2 separate regions of the Anas platyrhynchos genome follow, and region 2 is linked to region 1. Evidence: chromatin contacts called from public Hi-C data. All regions are on one chromosome and are shown on one strand. Each heading gives the region's core, a stretch centred on a gene start, on an enhancer-like site or on the middle of the called end of the contact. The rest is flanking DNA. Distances are from core to core; before and after follow the strand shown. Region 1 holds the start of GADD45G (growth arrest and DNA damage inducible gamma). Region 2 has its middle 200 kb from the start of DIRAS2.

Region 1 (3,779 bases), core at 741-3,240:
CTCATTAAGCATGCAGCTCCTTAGTCTTGCAAGCTGTTGCGATAAGCAGCTGTTGCAGAGGGTGAAAGGTTGAATTATCAACTTGGAAAGCATAGCTCTTCATTCAGCTGACCCGAGAGAGAAAGTGTTTGAGCAATGGCCCCGTTGCTGTGGTATATACCTTTGACTACAGCCCATGAGCAAAACATGAGTGGTATTTCAGTGACATGCTTCCCCACCCAGTAAGCAAGACACTCCCAGAAATTAATTGTCAAAAATTTATTATGAAAGCTTCAATAGCAGCAAATATTTCAATAAAAATTATTGCATTATTAAACCAGTTCTGCAGAGTGGCCCAGAGGCCTGTTGAAGTCTGCTTTAAGAGTCTCTATATCCCCCTTAGTAATCAGTCTCTAATAGTCCATCAAATACTGGAACTTCCTTTTCTCCATGTTTTATAGACAGCGCCAACAGTTCTAGTTACAGTACTCTGTCCAGTCCTTCTGTAAAGTTTTGGCCCACTTCCCCCAACTTTCTCTGTCTTCTGAAACAGCTCCTCTCGACCAGGAAACTTGCAATACTTGTTTCAGTTCCATGGTATGTCAGCCTCCCCACCGCAGCTGCAGCCTACTGAGGCTCACTGGTGGGGTGAGCTGTTCTTTTCTTCTTTCTCCTCTGTAAGAGCCCACTGCATGCCAGTCTGAGTGACCTTAATCCAGTCTCTTGACCAGGCTAATCCATGGAATCAGCAGCTTGTTGCACACTTCGGTGAACCAACACCACGTTGAGAATGCAACAAAGGTTTCAGCCTCCCCGGTGCGCTGGGTCACCATCACTCGGGCAGGGTGATAGTTGGCACCCAGTCATTGACATTTCGGCTCTCTTCACAAAAGAAGTTCAGCTTTTCTAGAGCTGGGTCCTTCCAGCCATCCTCATTTGGGTTCTGCAAGAGGGAAAAAAAAAGTTGCACACCATGAGAACTGCCTGCCAGCTGAAGTCATGACATTATTTACAGAAGCATTGACTTAGTAAGTGAGGTATTTTCAGATAGCTTCTGTCCCAGCACGGGGAAAGCAGGAAGCAGAGCTGTCACCCTTGCGGGCAGAGGAAATCCACAGTTACGAGAAACGTAGCCTACTACTACTCAGCAGATTGGCTCTCAGGCACGTGTGCCAAGTCCCCTTTCTCTGCCCAGAAGAGGATCCAGCCACCTGCAGGCAGCGTGGCCACCCTGTGCAGAGGCTGTGCTGCAAGCAGCAGCGCAGAGAGCCCCCCCCCAGCCCCTCGCCACCCGGGGACACCCACCGTGATGAGGATGCAGTGGAGGTCCCGCGGTTCCCCATCCTCCTCGCTGGGCCCTACGACTGCTGCCAGCTTGGTCACATCGTTGACCCGCACGATATCGATGTCGTTCTCACAGCAGAAGGCCTGGATGAGGGTGAAGTGGATCTGCAGGGCGATATCCCCCTCGTCCTCCTCATCGGCCGCCAGCACGCAGAAAGCCACATTGTCGGGATCGCTGCAAGAGGCGAGGCGAGGTTAGGCTCTGCGGACCGTGCTGCAGCCCCCCGCCAAGCCCAGCCCGGCCCCCGCCGCCCTACTTACACATTCATCAGCTTGGCCGACTCGTAGACGCCTGCCGTGAGGCAGCCGCGGCGCTGCGCCGACACCAGCAGCTCGTGGAGGGCCTTGCCGGCGCCCTGCATCCTGCGAAGGGGGAGACGGGCACGGTCAGTCAGCGCGGCGCCAACGGCCTCACCGCCGCCCAACCGCCGCAACGGCCGCCCAACCGCCGCCCCGCCGCCGCCGCTACCTACCAGTCGCTGCCCGCGGGCACTGGCTCCTGTCCGTGGGTCTCCTCCAGAGTCATAGCAGCGGGTGGATAAGGACAAGCCGCGGCGGCGCCGATCGCTCCCAGCCGGCACCGAGCCTCGCTGTGCTGGGCTCCGCTCCGCTCCTCGCCACCCGCCGATCCGAGCGGCTCTGCGCCGCCCGCCCGCCGCCCGCCCCTATTTATAGCCCCGCGCCGCCGCGGCGCCGGCAGCTGCCGGCGGGTGCCGCGCTCCCATTGGCCGGCGGCGGGGAAGGGGGAGGGGGCTTTTGTCATGCTAATGGGCGCGCGCCTAGGAGGGAGGGAGGGAGGGGAGGGGAGGGGGGGGGAGCGGGCGGCTCGTGCCGGCAGGACACGTGGGGCGGGGGAGGGGCGGCGGGGGCACGCGCCGGGCGGGGAAGCCCGCGCGCGGCCGGGAAGGGGGGGGGAAAATGGCGGGGGGGGAGGGGAGCGGCAGCGGGAGCGCGCACGGGTGTGTGAGGAGGCGGCCGAGCAGCCGGGCCCTTGGCGTGTAAAAGCAGCTCCCTGCCGCATAACACACTGAGCGCCCCCCCATGTAGCCCCCAGTAACGCAGCACAGCGGGACACAGCGAGCCCAGCAGCCGCTGCAGGCACCCGGGCGCCGTGAGGCGTGTGGGGAGCCCAGCGGTGCCCCGCTGCCCGGCTGTGGGTTCAGCGCCCGTCCCCTCACGGTGCAAAGCAAAGGGGCTTGAAACGGGCAGAAATCAGGCCCAGCAGCCTGTAGCGGATGCAGAAGGTTAACACGTGTGAGCACCAAAGTCACAACCCCACACATGCAGGCCTATGGGCGCAGCGGCCCTTCCACGCGTAGGCCTCCACGTCTTGCCCAAAAGCCTTGGCGTCAGGGCTTCCCCTCACGGCAGCGCTCACATCGCGCCGTCATCCCGTCTCTCCTGGCACAGACGGTGCCAAAGGCCACAGGGCATGACCAGACGCCTGGTCCAGCTCGTTTCAAACCAGGATGCCAACATCAGGCCTCCCGAGCAGCCCCGGGGGTGCAGGAAGGAGCTGTGCCTGCCCCTGGTCCCGTCCCTCTCTTTCCTCCGGTTTTGAAGCAGCCAGCTCCTCGGACTCTGCTGTCTGCAGAGCAAACTCCAGCTTCAGTGGACATCATGCTCCACTACTCACTTACTTGGTCTTTGCCTCCCATGTCTTTAATATATAGGAAAAAAAAGAACTCCATCTTATTCACTTTTTAGCATTGCTGCCCACGAACACCCAAGTAAGCATGCTGAATGTTTTGCTCTGGCAGTGGAAGTTACACCCCCCATTGCCCTAGGACACTTGAGCACGCTCAGGTGGATGTCAGTGTCCCCAGTGCACTTACAAGCCCAATGCTAAGCACCAAAATTCACTCCTGCAAATGCAGCCCAGTATGGTCTGTGCATTTGATGGGAAGCTGAGAGGCACCAGTTCTCTGCTGGATCAGCTGCTGAGTGCTGGAAGCCATCCTGCAGATCAGGGTGGGAATATCACTTGGCAGTCCTACTGCCAAGAATACGTGGATTTTGACATTAAATTTGACAGCACCGGTATAATGCCAGTGCCACTTCCATAGCAAGAAAAAAGAAAAAAAAAAAAAAAAAAAAGCTAGCCTAAAGCTCTTGGGTTTTTTACCGGCAGCTACAGCACATGAACAAACACCTCTCAGACAAACGTGATGCTGCATTCAAAGTAAAACTCTGACCTCTGGTGGACTTGTAAAATACTACTTCTACAAAAAATAATCGCCAGCCCAAAGGCATATGACGCCTAGATTCAGTGCCTGATCTCATCCCCTTAATGTTTCTGGAGAAAGCTTAGGGGAAAAAGAAAACAAACAAACAAAACAAAACAAAACAAATCAGTATTTCTTCGATGAAGAAAGCCCTTAAAACAGCAAACGGGAAAACAGCCTCCTAATCTTATAAAAAGTCAGGTGCAGAGTATCAGGGAAATAATAATGTAT
Region 2 (3,779 bases), core at 601-3,100, 210 kb before region 1:
GGGTAAAACTCACTCAGGCTGAAAAGCAGCTGGTAGACCCTAACAGCATCAGGAACAGGCATGGCCTGGTATTGCTGTGTGCACCTTGAACAGCATTCCTGACTTTTACCACCAGCATATTGCCCCCACACACATCACTTTGTTTTTTCGGAGATGCTTCCAAGGAGGTTTGAAGAAGGCAACTGGTGCCTCACCCTATATGTCTGCTGAAGGGGTCAACCTGAAAATGATTCCCAAAATTAGTATCACACTCTGCTCACTGATATGTAGGAAAAACAAAAACACTCACACACAGAACTGTTTCTATAATATTTATTTTTCTGATTCTTCCATTAAAATGTGTAGATACAGATCATACACTAAATTACCGGTCCTCTGCAATACAATTCCTGGCACAAGTTATTGTATACCCTCACCTGAAATATTTTTTGTTAGATGTTCATCTTCAGTTTTTCACCTTTCCATACTTTTGTGTAACTTCTAAGTATTGTGATCAGGTTATTCAGCTATGCAATATAGGAGAAGGATTTAATGCAAAAGAAGGTAGAGAAAAAGAATGTATCTCAGATGGAAGAGCCAATACCATTAAATGCATTCTTCTAAGACATCTACATGACGCACATCAGTGCAGGGTTAGCTGGGCAGAAAATGTTCCTCCCCTAAAGTCATTTCAATATTCACTTAAAAGTACCCAAGCAATCAGAAGCACTGAATAAATAGATGATAGTCCAGGAACTTCAGCATTTTCTTTCAGCAATAACTGCAATACCTAGAGCAGTGCTTTTTGTAGTTTGGAAGGAGAAATGTGCACATGAGGCAAATGATCACAGCTCTTTGTCAAAAAAATTACATCATTTGTTCACAGAATGACAAAAAATATGCAGAAGTCAAAAGATTAATTTTCTTTTCATATTAAAAGAAAAAAACTTTTTCTGTCAATTACATTAGCATGAGTGAAAGTAAAATCACTGCCTTTCAGAAGTTATGCTACGGGCATCATGACATAGCTTGTATGATGGTTCTTCTCTACTGACTCTTTAGAACTGTTGATTCCGTAATGAACCAAATTTCTGCAATTCCAGTCAGTTCCTGTGGGTTCTGAGATGGGTAAATGAGACGTATTTTGTGCCTGTATGTTTTATAACATGAAAGTCCAAAACAGAAGGAAGAATTTTCTTTAGGCAAGCAAAATACAGCTGGCAGACGAGGGGGGAGAGGTCCTGAATTATTCCAGTTCATTTTGAGGAAGGTTTCTGTGGCTACCTAAAAGCATGTCTCAACTTTTTCAGGCAGAAGCAAGCAACAAAGTGCTGCTCCTGTTAACAATACAGTTCTCCCACCAGTTGAAAACTGAAAACAATATAGTGTCTTTCTGACACCAAACAAGAGAAAGAAACTCTATTGTTTGAAATATCAAAGTTTCCTAAATGTTAAAGCAGAGTATAGAGTGAGATAATTATCATGCAGCCCCCAAAGTTATATTAGATGTTTGGTGTCCATACAAACTTCTCAAAAATACCTAAAATAATTTGCAAGCAAAAATTTCCACCAAACGTGCAATCGACTTGGTGTAGGTGCTCTGGATTGCCCTGCCTCCCTGATACAGTTCCCAAAAGTTACTTGGTGGTGATCAAAATGAAGCTCACGTTTTCATTGTTCAACACACTGTCTGCTGCCACCTAAACACCCACCTGCATGTTTTTATTTATCCAGCACAGCCTATGGGAGGCAAAAGGACACAGCGATTCTAAAGTCAAGAGAGAGGAAGGACTGTAGTATAAGGCTATATGTGCCTCCTACTGGCATCAGTCTGATATCAAGATCCAGTTGTACTGGCTGCAGTGCAACAGCCCCAGCTTTTATCTTTCTGCAGAAGTCCATGAATCAGGGACGGGATGTTGCTTCATCACAGGTCAGAACAAGTACACTGCATTTGTCCCATGTGTTAACACAGCAGAAAAAAAAATAAAAAAAATTGAAACGGCATTGCCAGTCACTCACGTTCAATAATGCCTGCAGCTGTAGGTGTCTTTGCAAGCCTCACTGCCTTGCTGTCATACCTGCTGCAGACCAATGAGATGCCTGGGTAAAGTGCCATGGGGTTCAAGATCCCCAGAGGAATGGTAGGGATGCAGCTTCTCAGCTCAGCAAACTGGGAGGGATGTAGGGAAAGGTTGGTGAGCAGGGAATGTAGGACAAAATGGGCAGGATGATAAATTCTTAGTTTGGGGAAATGGAGGAATGGAGGCATGGATGCCTCCTCAAAAAGTATACAGCAACTTATAAGACACGAACTACTTGGCCGTTCTGGAACAATATAGCAATTTGGGTTCATTATCCCAGTCCTCTGCACCACCTCTAAATCAGGCATACACTTGCCTACCTCCACAGAAATAAGGCCTACTTATGCAAAATGAGGGCATTGGGATCGTTTTATCAATTTTGCTTTTAAACATACAGCATATACTCTACCCACATCCACACAGAAAGAAAGGTAACGCAAGTCGCAGCTCAGATTTCCAGTTTTGCAATGACTCTAACTCTATTTAAAAATAAACTTAGAAGAATTTAAGCAGATGTCAAGTGTGAATTGCCATTACAGTGATGTAGAAACAGTTATACATCATAAAAACATATATCCAGGATTACACCTTTTGCAGTTTGTACAGAGAACAATAGCGACCTCTGTGACATGAGATGGTACACAAATAATCCAGCAGTTAAGTAGTAAAAATGTCCTTAACAGGAGGCACTTAGAACATAAGCAGGCTGACCACCCTGCAGCTGGAAACGTGCACTAATTCCACCTGCTTGTATTAACTGGTTCTGAAGGCTGAGCAATTCAGGGAGAGGCTGGAACACCCACTGGAAGGAAACAAAATTAAAACTAGAGGGAAAGTCCACTCCACTCTGTCACTTGCAAATTTCACTTTTTTAAAAGATGTATGGTGGTTTACTTTGAGAAATGAGCCAGGCCCCTGCTAGCAGAGAGAGCAGGGAGCCTGCTTTCTTCAAGAGCCTCCTCTCTGTGCTCCCCTGAGACAGCCTGATGTGCAAACCTCTCTGGGTATTATTGTTGTGATTCAGTCATTCAGTGCACCAGCTGTCGCTGCACAGTAGCATTCATTCCATTGAACAATAAATTAAATCTTCCCCAAGCGCTCACCTCAGCCTGCTCTGTGGCTGGCTGTCACTGAGCACATGTTCTTCCACACTCTGTGCCCCGCACCCAGGAGTTCAAAGCTGACAGTATAGGCACATGGGTTCCCTCTTAGCATCCCTCCTGAAATGCACGTTTCCCTCTTCATCCCCCTTCAAACACCAAATATATAAGGTTCTTTAGTAAAGAACATGTTTGCAGGTAGGTGAACAAAGAGGTACAGAGGAAAGGTAATGCTGTTGATACTCCCTGTTGAAACTGCTCTGTGGTCAGTACTGACTATGCACTGTGTTTTCCAAGGCCCTGATAAGAAAGCAGCCACAATATTTTGTTGGAGAAGTGATAGACATGTTTTCACATTGTCCTTCTTTCTGAAGGATAAGCTACTTTCTTGCACCAGGGGCTGAGGTGTTTCTCAGCCCACTGCACTGAAACTCCACTGCTATGGGGATTTTCAAACGTGTGAGAAGAAACAAAAGTATACATCCAGAGTGGCCAAAATTCCAGTTCTAGCTTATTTTGGTGTCTCACTCTTTCCTTCATGCCAGGTTGTTCCTCAACACTTTTGCTTAGCTTGTGTGAGGCACTCACAACTTTACTTCATTTTCTTAATCTAAAG

What was found. A called contact is a pair of places that touch in the nucleus more often than the background predicts.
Region 2: a Hi-C map of F1 follicle shows a contact between it and region 1, with 10 times the contacts expected there. The contact joins the enhancer-like site here to the promoter of GADD45G in region 1. A contact is called at or near these places in 7 of 8 Hi-C or Micro-C datasets (F1 follicle, F5 follicle, liver and 3 more).

What each region holds. Positions count from the first base shown.
Region 1 is chrZ:48,212,262-48,216,040 of IASCAAS_PekinDuck_T2T, reverse strand. GADD45G (growth arrest and DNA damage inducible gamma) reads right to left here and starts at 1,990. Exons shown (of 4, transcript XM_027446775.3): 1 at 1,797-1,990; 2 at 1,585-1,686; 3 at 1,285-1,498; 4 at 244-922. The coding sequence starts at 1,849. The coding sequence ends at 812.
Region 2 is chrZ:48,423,337-48,427,115 of IASCAAS_PekinDuck_T2T, reverse strand. No RefSeq gene overlaps it. Among named protein-coding and RNA genes, the nearest start is that of DIRAS2, 200 kb to the left of the region's middle. Within about 2 kb of position 1,850, at least 2 of the 8 cell types and tissues checked have an H3K27ac peak or open chromatin away from gene starts, as enhancers often do. A contact at or near this core is called in F1 follicle, where this site is marked.